Regions from separate parts of the Macaca mulatta genome. Here region 2 is linked to region 1. A link is a contact called in public Hi-C data. All regions are on one chromosome and are shown on one strand. Each heading gives the region's core, a stretch centred on a gene start, on an enhancer-like site or on the middle of the called end of the contact. The rest is flanking DNA. Distances are from core to core; before and after follow the strand shown.

Region 1 (5,328 bases), core at 1,098-3,597:
GAAACAGGGAACTTGGAGTCTGCTAGTGATTCTGGTTCTTTGATCTTGGCCAGCTTTCACTCCCATTTTCTCAAAAGACCTGGAAATGCACCCACTCCCACAGCTCTCCTTCCAACTGTGTTTCTGTCCAGCTTGGGCTGCCTAGGTTTAGGGGTGCCTGTTTCTATAACCTCAGATTAACTCAAGAAACTTCAAAGAGAGAGGGGAGCAAGGATCCCAACTCAAGCTTTTTTGTGGTCTGAGCTCCGAGGGGGCGGGCAGCTTCTGCTCTTTTTCGGGTTCTCTTACTTTGTAGACCTTTCCAAGAGCTCCCCAAATTGCTGCTTTAAAAGGTTATCACCCAATTTGTGCTGGCTTGGAGAAGCTGGGGCGGGGCGGTGGGGAGTCCTGAGTAGTGAACCCTCTCCTGGGACTAAAGGGAAAGGAGAGGGCCAAACTGTAAGATTGTGCCTGAAACTGGGGGGAGGGGTCCTGAGGGGCAGTTGGGTGGGGGGCTACCTGTAGTAGTCTTCCTTGCAGTAGATGCTACCGTCTTTGCTGAAACAGGTGAGCTCCGACTCCAGGTTGAGCTTGCACTCGCAGCACTTGAGGCAGCGCATGTGCCACTGCTTGTCCACCGCCAGCAGGTAGTAGCGGTCCGAGATCTTGCCCCCGCAGCCAGCGCACAGCGCTGCGCGGTCACTGCTGATGGACGGCATGGTCTGCGAAGGGAGGGAGGCGGAAGACGGCAGCGCCTGCGTCAGCCAGCGGCCCCTCCGCCGCCGCGAAACTGGCACCCACAGCTCCCTCTGTGGCCTCGGCTAGCCCTGAACGCGGAGGGGGCTGCCAGGGCATGCGGCGGGCTTCCCCCCACCCCAAAAGGCCCATTTTCATTTCTGGGCGGTTTAGAACCCAGGCCCGCCAGCGCAGCCCTAGCCTGCTACCGGCCCAGGCCGGGATCCTGGCCTAAATGGCTCTCCTGCTTACCTCTCTCCCTTCCAGTCCTCCCTGTCCTTTCCCCCAAAATGCTCCGGCTGTGTTTAGGGACCAGGACAGCTACTCCAGTCAAGCCCTCCAAGAGCTTTCCCCAAACTGTTTCTTAAATGAGCCGGGGGGCGGGGGCTAAGGTGACCATTAAGTTACCCTCCACACAGACTCCTCTTTGGAGAGACAGCAGAGTTCCTGGGCCCCAGCTTCAGTGATCCCTGGATCCTTAGGCCAGAGGTTAAGGCCAGGACAAGTCAGCCAACTTCTGGCTCCTCTGCCACACAGGCTGGGGCCCTCTTGGGTTCAGGGATGAGGTGAATGGGGTGCAGGGACACCCTCAAAGTCCCTGGGTGAAGGACAGGTTCAACCCAAATCCTCCCCTATCCAAACTGACCAGCAGAGAAGGTCTAACCGAAGAAGGGCTCGGAGGCTGGGAGGCCACTGGGGCCGCTGGTCCTGCTCCCGAAGCAGAGAAGCTTCTCCCGTGCTCCCCACCTCCGCGGCCTCCTAAAGGTCACTTCTGGGCCCGCTACTTGGGCAGTGTCTGCTCCTCTGGCCCCCAGGGAGGTCTGAGGCGAGGAACTGGCTATTTGGGGCTAGGCCCGCGGAGCCAGGTGTAGAGATCCGAATGGAGTCTCCTTTGGCGAGGGCCAGGCCAGAGCCTGAACTCCCAGCCCTGACCTGGCTAAGTCTGACCAGTCAAAGGTCTGGGGACGCGAACAACGACAAATGTTGGCCCCGAAGGCTTCGGTCTCCGAAACCGCGCAGGGGGTTGAGGGAGATCCCCGATTGCCGGAAAGCCGAGAGCGGCCCAAGCCGGCTGCAGCCCCAGTGCTCCCGGCTGGTTCGCCTTTCCCTGGCGCCGCCCGCGGCGCCGCCAGCAACCGGAGCCGAGAGGTTGAGGAGAGCGCGGGGCTGTCGACCCCGGCGCCCGGCAAGGTGAGAAGGAAGCTGCCCTGGGCCGCGGATGGGACTTGGCTTCCACTTCCGAAGAAACGCTCTCCTCTACCCGCCAGGGCGGAGATTTCGGTTTCAACCTTGTTTCCCTTCTCCGTCCCAGCAGCCGGGTTTCCCCTGAACCGGGAGCCACTGGCCTTGCATTCTGACCGAGGATCCCCAGCACCCAGTCCCGTGCCGCACGAAGGACGCTCCCCAAACTTCGGGGAGCAGAGGCGCTGACTGGCCCGGCCCCATCCCAGCTCTCAACCCCGACCCCACAACCGCGCGCCTACCGTCTCGGTGTCGCCGCGGTCGATGGCGGAGCTGATGGCGGGAGCCTCGCTCTTGGCCCTACGGTCCATCTCGTCGATGACCCCGTGCACCTCGGGGCCCGACAGACTGTGGAACAGCATCGCGGCGGGACCGGCGGGGCCGGGGGCGCGGCTCCTCCGAGGGAGGGCTTGCCCCCCGCCTCAGCTGCCTGGCGCTCCTGGTGCTAACGGGCCCGGTGCATCGCCACCGCGGCCCCGGCCCCGCCCGAGCTCGGCTGCGCCCCCAGGCCGGGCTCCGGGCCCCGGGCGCCCGCGGGGCAGGACGCCTCCAGCCGAGGCGCGGGGGCAGCTACATTGCGGGGCGCCTGGGCGACGGCGCCAAAGCCAGGGTCACAAGGGCACGGGGCAAGCGGGGCGGGGGGAGCAGGAGACTAGGGCAGAGGTCGGCGCCCGCCGCGGGCGCTTTCACGCCGCGGGCATCGCCCGCCCGGCTTCGGCGCCCGGGGCGCAAAGCAGGGGCGCAAACTCTGCCCAAGGCGGCGACGGCTGGGGTCGGGGTTCACCCAGAAGCTGCTAGGTGCCCGCGGCGGCCCAGTTGCCTGGACCCCTCCCCTCCCTGGGGTGCGCCCCCAGCCCAAGGCGACCCTCTTGGGCGCTGAGTCGGCGACTGGAGTAGGGGTTTCTCTGAAGCCTGCGAGCCGAGCCGAGCCACCGGGAGAATTGAAGAGGAGGAGGAAGAGGAGGAGGAGGCGGCGGAGGAGGAGGTGGAGGAGGAGAAAAAAGAGGAGGAGCAGAGTGGGAGGAGGAGCCGCCGGCCGCGGGCCCAGCCGCGCGCAATGCTCTCCAAGCGCGCGCCTAGCCCAGCCCCGGCTCAGCAGTCCGCGCCAGCGCAAGCCTCCGCGCCTTTTCTACAGCCGCGCCTGACATCACGTCCTGCCGCCGTGCCATTGGCCGCTCGGCGCCCCAGGCCCTGGCAGCGCGTGCTCCGGGAAGGCGGGAGACCCCAGAGGGAGGGGAGAGGCAAGAGGAGCAGAGGAGAGTCGAGATGGTGGGAGCTGGTGGGCGAGGCTGGAGGGCGGAGTGGGGGGAAGACAGGGAGGAGGGAGAGCGCGGGGTTTGGAGTTTTTAAGATACGAACAGCTTCCTGCGATATCTTCAGAAAGGAAAATTAAACCCTCTATCCTAAGAAGGCGCAGCAAGGGGATGCTTGTCTCACTGCGGTCTCCCCTCGGCCTGGAGCCGCGGCCTCCGGCACCCGCCTGGGAGGCCCGGGAAGGCAGGCCTGGGGCAGAGTTGCAAGAGCCTTCGGCCGTTTTCCATCGAGCTCCGCCTTCGGCCCGGGCTCTGCACAGCGGACTACAGGCGGCCGCGCAAGCCTCCTGGGTATCCGGCTGAGCCTGAGAGGCGAGACCGGCGAGAGCTGTGACTCCAGGGGAGGGGGGCCAGCCAGCATATCCACGCTCCAAGCCCGCTAGGGCCCAGTCTGCAGCCCAGCGTGTAGTTTCTCGCTCTTCCCGTTCTCTCCCCAGCCTGGAAGAGTGGGGGCGAGCATGGCTTTAGGAACTCAGAAAGGCTAGGGTTCGAGTCCTAGCTCTTCCACTTACATGCACTGTAAACTTAGTGACTTCTCCTCCCTTAGCCTGTTTCTGACCTTTATAATAGGAGACAAGAAGCTCTCCTCCGCATGGATGTGTTGAATGAAAGAGACTGTGGATGTAAAATGCCTGGACCATAGTAGGCACTTAGCAAATTATTTCATCACGCCCTCTCCTTTTCCATTAAAAACTTTCTCACTCCAAGATACATTCAATATCAGTGAGGTTCTTAAAAACCACAGGCCCATTCTCTGCCCACTGGGCACACCTTGTCTCAGACCCCGCTGATGGCGCCAGTCCTCCTTATCCGCCTGGCTGCACCACCTCACCAGGGGCCAACAACCTAGCGTGCTAGGTAAATCCCAACTGCCACCCCCAGCCTCCAGGCTTCATGCTCACCCTAGAGTCTCCTGGGGACTGGAGGGAAATGCCCAGGTGTCTGGTGGGGAGGGATTTAGGAAATAAAATGATTGTAGACAAAAACTGAATAAACACGTCAGTTACAGAGTCCCATCTGGGTCTGCTTCGGAAGCAGGTTTGGCTCTGTCTAATAGGGACAAGGCGGGTGTCAGTCTGAAATGACTTGTTGCCAGGACAGGTAAGGGGATAGTCAGGACCTGCGGTTTACCTCACAGGGTACAGAGTTGAGGATGAAATCATGTTTTTCGCGTGTGTAACTTTCACACACAAATATATGTGTGCACAAATATATGTATGCGTGTAATGCCCAAGCACATGAACTTGTGTTCATGTGTGCAAATATACATGTTCATCTCTGTTGGCAAAAACACAGCGAGCACGAATTTTATTTCTGTTGGCAAAATCACAGCCAGCACCACTATAGCGCTAGGGTCTTACACATGCGCATCAGGTGTAAAGTGTCCAGAGCTGGGAAGAAGGATGCAACTGCAAAATGGTAAATTGCACGTTATACCTGCACTTGCGTGCTCAGGCGATTCTACTTAAATCACTGCAAGTGCTCCTACGAGGTCGTTTTGCATATTTGAAAAAACTTGAAGTTACAATTATATGTGTATGTGCTGCATGTGTACAGATGCCCCAACGCGAGGGAAGGACCACTAAACCCAAAGACGCGCGTGCCCGTGTATTCACACAGACGTGTGCTTCGGCGCCTGCACATGGCCGGCGCGCAGGCACGCGGACGCCTACACGGATACATAGGCATGTTTTATTGACGCATCTGGGGCACTTTCTTTCAAAGAAAGTAAGGAATGAAAATCCAATCTAAGAGTCACCAGGGTTCATCTGGAGGTCGCCCAAGGGGTAGAAAAAATTTGTAACGACGCTAGAGTGTTTGTCCTTGGTGTAACTCCGCTCCCGGGAGGGCTGGATACAATACGTTTTGAAAGCTCGAGGGGCTGCCTTAGGATCTGGGGGCGGGGGGTGGGGTACTCAGCAACTCTTGTCGCGGGCTGCTCAAGAAACGTGGAAACACACTGTGCGACTTTCCACTCCCCCGTACACGCGATTCCGTCGCCACCTCTCGGACCAGCAGCCCACGTCCAACGCTGGGCCGACCCCAGATACACAGGCAG
Region 2 (5,264 bases), core at 1,826-4,325, 83 kb after region 1:
ATATTTATTTATTTCAGAGATGGGGCCTCGCTATGTTGCCCAGGCTGGAGTGCAGTGGCTATTCACGGGCATGACCATAGTGTGCCGCAGCCTCCAACTCCTAGGCTCAGTCTTAAACTCCTGGGCTCAGCCTCCTGAGTAGCTGGGACTACAGGAACAAACCACGGAGCCGGCGTACCTTATTCCTTTTTTTTTTTTTTTTTTGAGATGGAGTCTCACTCTGTCACCCAGGCTGGAGTGCAGTGGCGCAATCTCAGCTCACTGCAAGCTCCACCTCCCGGGTTCACGCCATTCTCCTGCCTCAGCCTCCCTGGTAGCTGGGACTACAGGCGCCTGCCACCATGCCCGGGTAATTTTTTGTATTTTTTTTTTAGTAGAGAGAGGGTTTCATCATGTTAGCCAGGATGGTCTGGATCTCCTGACCTCGTGATCCACCCACCTCGGACTCCCAAAGTGCTGGGATTACAGGCGTGAGCCACCACGCCTGGCCTTTTTCTTTTCTTTTGAGATAGTCTCGCGCTGTTGCTCAGGCTGGAGTGCAGTGGCATGATCTCGGCTCACTACAACTTCTGCCTCCTGGGTTCAAGCGATTCTCCTGCCTCAGCCTCTTGAATAGCTGGGACCACAGGTGCCTGCCACCACACCTGGCTAATTGTTTTGTATTTTTAGTAGAGATGGGTTTTCACCATGTTGGTTGTCAGGCTGGTCTTGAACTCCTTCCTCAAGTGATCCACTTGCCTTGGCCTTCCAAAGTGCTGGGATTACAGGTGTGAGCCACCATGCCTGGCCACTGGTTACCTTATTAATTTTAATAATAAAAGCCAAACTGTGCTAGGTGTTTTATATATAATAGTTGCTTATAATTTTTGAGTCCTTAATATGTGATAGTCACTGTTTGAATACTTTATAAAGGTCACTAACTCATTTAATCCTCATGTCAACTCACTAAAATAGGTCTATTATTATCATCATTTCTATTTTACAGACGGAGAACCTGAGACACACAGAGAAGGAATAATTCACCCAAGGTCACATATTTAGTAAGAGGTAGAGCTGAGATTTAAACCCTGGCAGTCTGGTTCTAAAGCCTGTGCTCTTTGCTCCTATGTTGCACTCGCTCTTATGATGGAAGCTTCTCATCACCCTCTACACTAAGGAGGAAACTGAAACATACACTTGTCTAATCATTTGCATAAAATCTACCAGTCAATGCTGAAGCCAGAATTAGAAGATTCCTCACTCCCAGTCCAGTGCTCTCTCCTCAGACCACCCTGCTGTCTCTGAGGCCACCTGAGCAGACACATAATCTCCACCTTCTACCTCCCTCTCCAACACACACACACACACACACACACACACACACACACACGCCACCCAGCAGGCACCCAGACATTTTTGTGGCCAAGATGGCTACAACCTCCTTTGAAAAGCAGCCAGCTTTGCCTTCCACCAATAACTTTGTCTTATTTATAGTCTCCTGCTCAGAGCTTTTGAACTGGCTGCCCATTCCAGGGAAGATCTTGATAACAACTGTTCCTTGGAGATGTTTCACAGGTGAATAAACACCACAGAGCTCCTGCCTGTCTAGCAGAGCTTTGCTCCTGCGGGTGTTTACAAGTCGGTATTGGTGTCTGGGTGCATAAGACTTTAAATTCAAAATGACAGTTTGGACATTTTCACTTTTTTTTTGGTTTTAATTTTAAAAAGTTTACCCTTTGACTTCAACAACCTCAAGGTACAGGCAAAAGGGAAAAGGGAGAAACTACCTTTATTCAGAAGGTGACTCAAACAGAAGAAGTCTTCTATGACTTATCTTACTGCTTTCTTTGCTCCTAGCCTGGCCAGGAGCTAGGACGCAGGACTAGTTACACAGTGGCTATGGGGTGGGGGTAGGGTGAAGAGGCACTCCATGCATTTATAAGAACTGAAATGGCAGAAGCGATTAATGGCTTCAGGACAGAAAATTGAAAAAAGGAAAAAAAAATGCCTAATATTAAAAGTGTCTTTGGACTTGTGGAAGGTGCCACTTTAAAGCATGACTGTGTCACATGTCTGGAATTATTCAGTCTGGACACTAATCTTGGCTTCACTCGCTACTAGTTATGTGATCTTGGGAATGTGGCTCAGTTTCCTCTTTGTAAATTAGGGAGATGAACACAGGATTATTGTGAGGATTGGCACTAATGATGTACGGAAATACTGTGTCTGATTCAGGAAGGGCACTCACCCGCTCATTAAGGGGTGGCTAATGGTAGCTTTCATTATTGCTTCCTTTATGATCCCTCTGGGCCTAGAGGGGATGAAATTGAGGTGTTCATGGAAGTGAATCCCAAGGCAGGGAGCAGGGGCAGGTAGCAGGTTGGTGATCTCGGCTCTCAAATCCTTTCATCTGCACTGAGTTAATCTCTATCAGGGACTTTTGTGGTAAAAGGAGGCTTCGATGTTGGAGTCCCCAAAACGGCTGATAAAGGGAGACAGAGGTCCTCAAGGGGAGGGCAGAGCTGAGTCACCACATGGGTCCACGCAGCCCCCAAGTGGCTTTCCTGTAGGTATGTGGGGTCTCCTTCAAGCTCTAAGGGGAAAGGAAGAGGAAAGGCCTTCAGATGGGGAAGTGGACGGTGTGATGCAGAAGAGGTTCTGCACGGAACTTACTGGAAAGTGCGGGATGTTAAAGGGAAAACGTGTTTTCATGGAGGCCTAGGCGGGAGACATTAGCTGTCCGTTAGAAGGGTTGGGTGGGAGGCCTCCAAGGGGAGGATGGGTGGCGGTTTCATCGGGAGGGCTAGGGGTCTCCATGAGAGGATTAAGGTCTCTTCAGGCCGGCTGTGAGTGGAGGTTTCCAGCGGGACGCAGTGGGGTGGAGACGTGTAAGGGCCTGCGCAGGAACGCCACAGTCCTCCGGGGCCCGCGCCCGGGGAGACGTGCGGGTGACCGCGCTCCTGCCCCGCCCCCGCCGGCCACGGCCCCGCCCCCGCGTGCGGACTACACTTCCCAGCAGCCCCCGCGGGCAGCGGCGGCGGCAGCGCGGGCGGGAGGGGCGGCGGTGAGAGGCGGTGGGGGCGGCGCGCGCCGGGCACGCGCGCCGGCGACCATGGCGTTCGCCGGGCTGGAGCGAGTACATTAACCCCTGGAGGCGGCGGCGGCGGCGAGGGAGCGAGCCTCGAGCGGGCGGGCCCCAGCCTGAGGGAAGGGAGGAAGGGGCGGGGAGAGCGCCAGAGGGAGGCCGGTCGGCCGCGGGCGGGCGGGCAGCGCAGCGCCGAGCGGGGCCCGCGGGCCCATGAGGAGGCCCGGGGACCATGGGCTCCAGGATCAAGTGAGTGCGGCCGGGCCGGGCGGAGCCGGGCCGGGCGCGGGGCGGCGAGGCCGGGCCAGGGCTGCAGGCCGCGGGCCGCGCGGGGGACTTGTTGCCGGGACCGGAGGGGCGCCCCGCGTGCAGGCGTCACGCGGGGAGGGGGACGGTTGCCATGGCGATCCAGGGAGGCGCGGGGGCGGGGTGCGCGCGGGGTGGCAGGGCGCCGGGGGCCAGGTGTCCCCTCCTTACCTAGGGGCCGGAACAGCTGAGATTACTGGGCGGCCCCCTCCCCGGGTTTACGGAGAGCCCCTGAAAATGGCCCTTCAACTGTGGGGATGGGGAGTGGGAAAGCCCCGGAAGCACCTCCCCAAACGGGCATGTTTGGGGCGCCCCTGAGAGTTGGCAGGTCCGGAGAGGTTGCAGCCTGGCCGCTTGAGGCCTGCGGCCCCCGCAGTAGTCGCGTGAGGTTCTTAGAGGGAGGGGTCACACTCATGGACCTAAGGTGTGGATGGCCGGGGAGGAAGGCCCGTCTCTCTCCTATTTCCCCCCTCTTATCTGTGAAAATCTCCACACGGCAAGGGCCAAAGGGTGTGAAGGAGGATACCTCTGTGTTGTAACCAAACACCTGCTCTTGATAATCGTTGGAAAGGCTTTGTAACTCAATCTGGCGAATTCCCCCACTCATTCATTCACCTGGAGGTTTGGCTTTCCGGTGGAGGATTAGCTTTCCGGGGAAATTGTTGATACATGTAACTTCAGAATCCACTGAAACATTGTTGCCCTCTTCGTAGACTTAGAAGTTGACTTTGGAAAGTGCAACTCTTAAGCGGTCCAATTTGGGTGTGTGGCTTTGGACTCTATCTCCCCTCCCAGGCAGGTCCTCTTGTGGCCTCTCCCTTCCTTTGCCCCAGAACTGGAGATGTTTTATCTCTAATTACTAACAAATGTTCGCTTTTTCCTCTGTGACTAATAGAATTGTTTAAGGGCATTAAAAAGCAAAGTTGACAGCATAGGCTTTTCTGTAAAACAACTTTCCTAGAACACTTTAAACCCTCTTACGGGAAAGTCTGTGGAATGTGTTTATTTCAGCATTTTGAGAATTGTACTAGGGAAGTTGGAAAGGAGAAGGGCCTTAAGGGCGAAATCTAATAATTATTCAAACATTGCATCTCATGTCCAGGTGATGCCCGTGCAGTGTGACCCTTGCCCAGCCTTGCAGTCCCCGTGTGGTTAGGCTTCCCATTTGCAAAATATGTATGGGATGCGCTGCAGCAGCCTTGAGACATCTGCTGAATGAAACTAGAAAAGTTTGCTTATGGCAGTGAAAGTGGAAGAGTCGCATGAACACTCTGTTAAATCTTTATTTTTGTGGAAATGAGAAAAAAGTTAGAAGCATGCTCCAAACAAGAGCTTGAGAGGCTTGGGAGGTAAAAAGATGTCGTTTGTGAACCATTGGGATTAAAGAGGCACTCAAGTTTAGCTCCTACTTCCAAGTAAGAGTTGTAAACTTGGATTTCAATAGCACTTAGAAACACTTTCCAGAAGCCATGTTAGAGTTGCAGAGTATGCGTGAGGACACTTACCCTTCTTGTTACAGAAAAGTTCAGAAACTTGCCTGACATGAGGCGGTGAGTGTCAGAACCAGTATTAAAATCCAGCAAGTAAAAGTTCGGATGGCTAGCCGTCAAATGTCTGTTGCTCTCCAAGGTAGCAGGTTGGACAAATAACATTTCTCAAATGTGTCTTGTGGAACCCATCGCTAATTCTGAGCACTTGGACAAGGGAATTTACTAAGGCATGGACTTGTATTAAGTATGAAGAATAGCCTTATTGATCTTGGAACTAGACTACTCTGTGATAAAAACTTAGGCTTGGGAAATATGTTAGTTTGTGGTGAAACTGAAACAGAATATGAAGAGAGAAGTTATGAAAAGTAGTTGTGATTTATAGTGACTGTTGATTATGCAACTTC

Evidence for each region. A called contact is a pair of places that touch in the nucleus more often than the background predicts.
Region 2: a Hi-C map of fetal cortex germinal zone shows a contact between it and region 1, with 1.7 times the contacts expected there. The contact joins the promoter of DENND1A here to the promoter of LHX2 in region 1. A contact is called at or near these places in 2 of 14 Hi-C or Micro-C datasets (cortical neurons and fetal cortex germinal zone).

The regions. Positions count from the first base shown.
Region 1 is chr15:23,776,865-23,782,192 of T2T-MMU8v2.0, forward strand. It overlaps LHX2 (LIM homeobox 2), which reads right to left and starts at 2,348. Exons shown (of 5, transcript NM_001261792.1): 1 at 2,199-2,348; 2 at 499-701. The coding sequence starts at 2,318. LOC106993611 (a long non-coding RNA gene) reads left to right here and starts at 3,127. Exons shown (of 2, transcript XR_001439886.3): 1 at 3,127-5,328.
Region 2 is chr15:23,859,429-23,864,692 of T2T-MMU8v2.0, forward strand. It overlaps DENND1A (DENN domain containing 1A), which reads left to right and starts at 3,076. Exons shown (of 21, transcript XM_077968020.1): 1 at 3,076-3,313.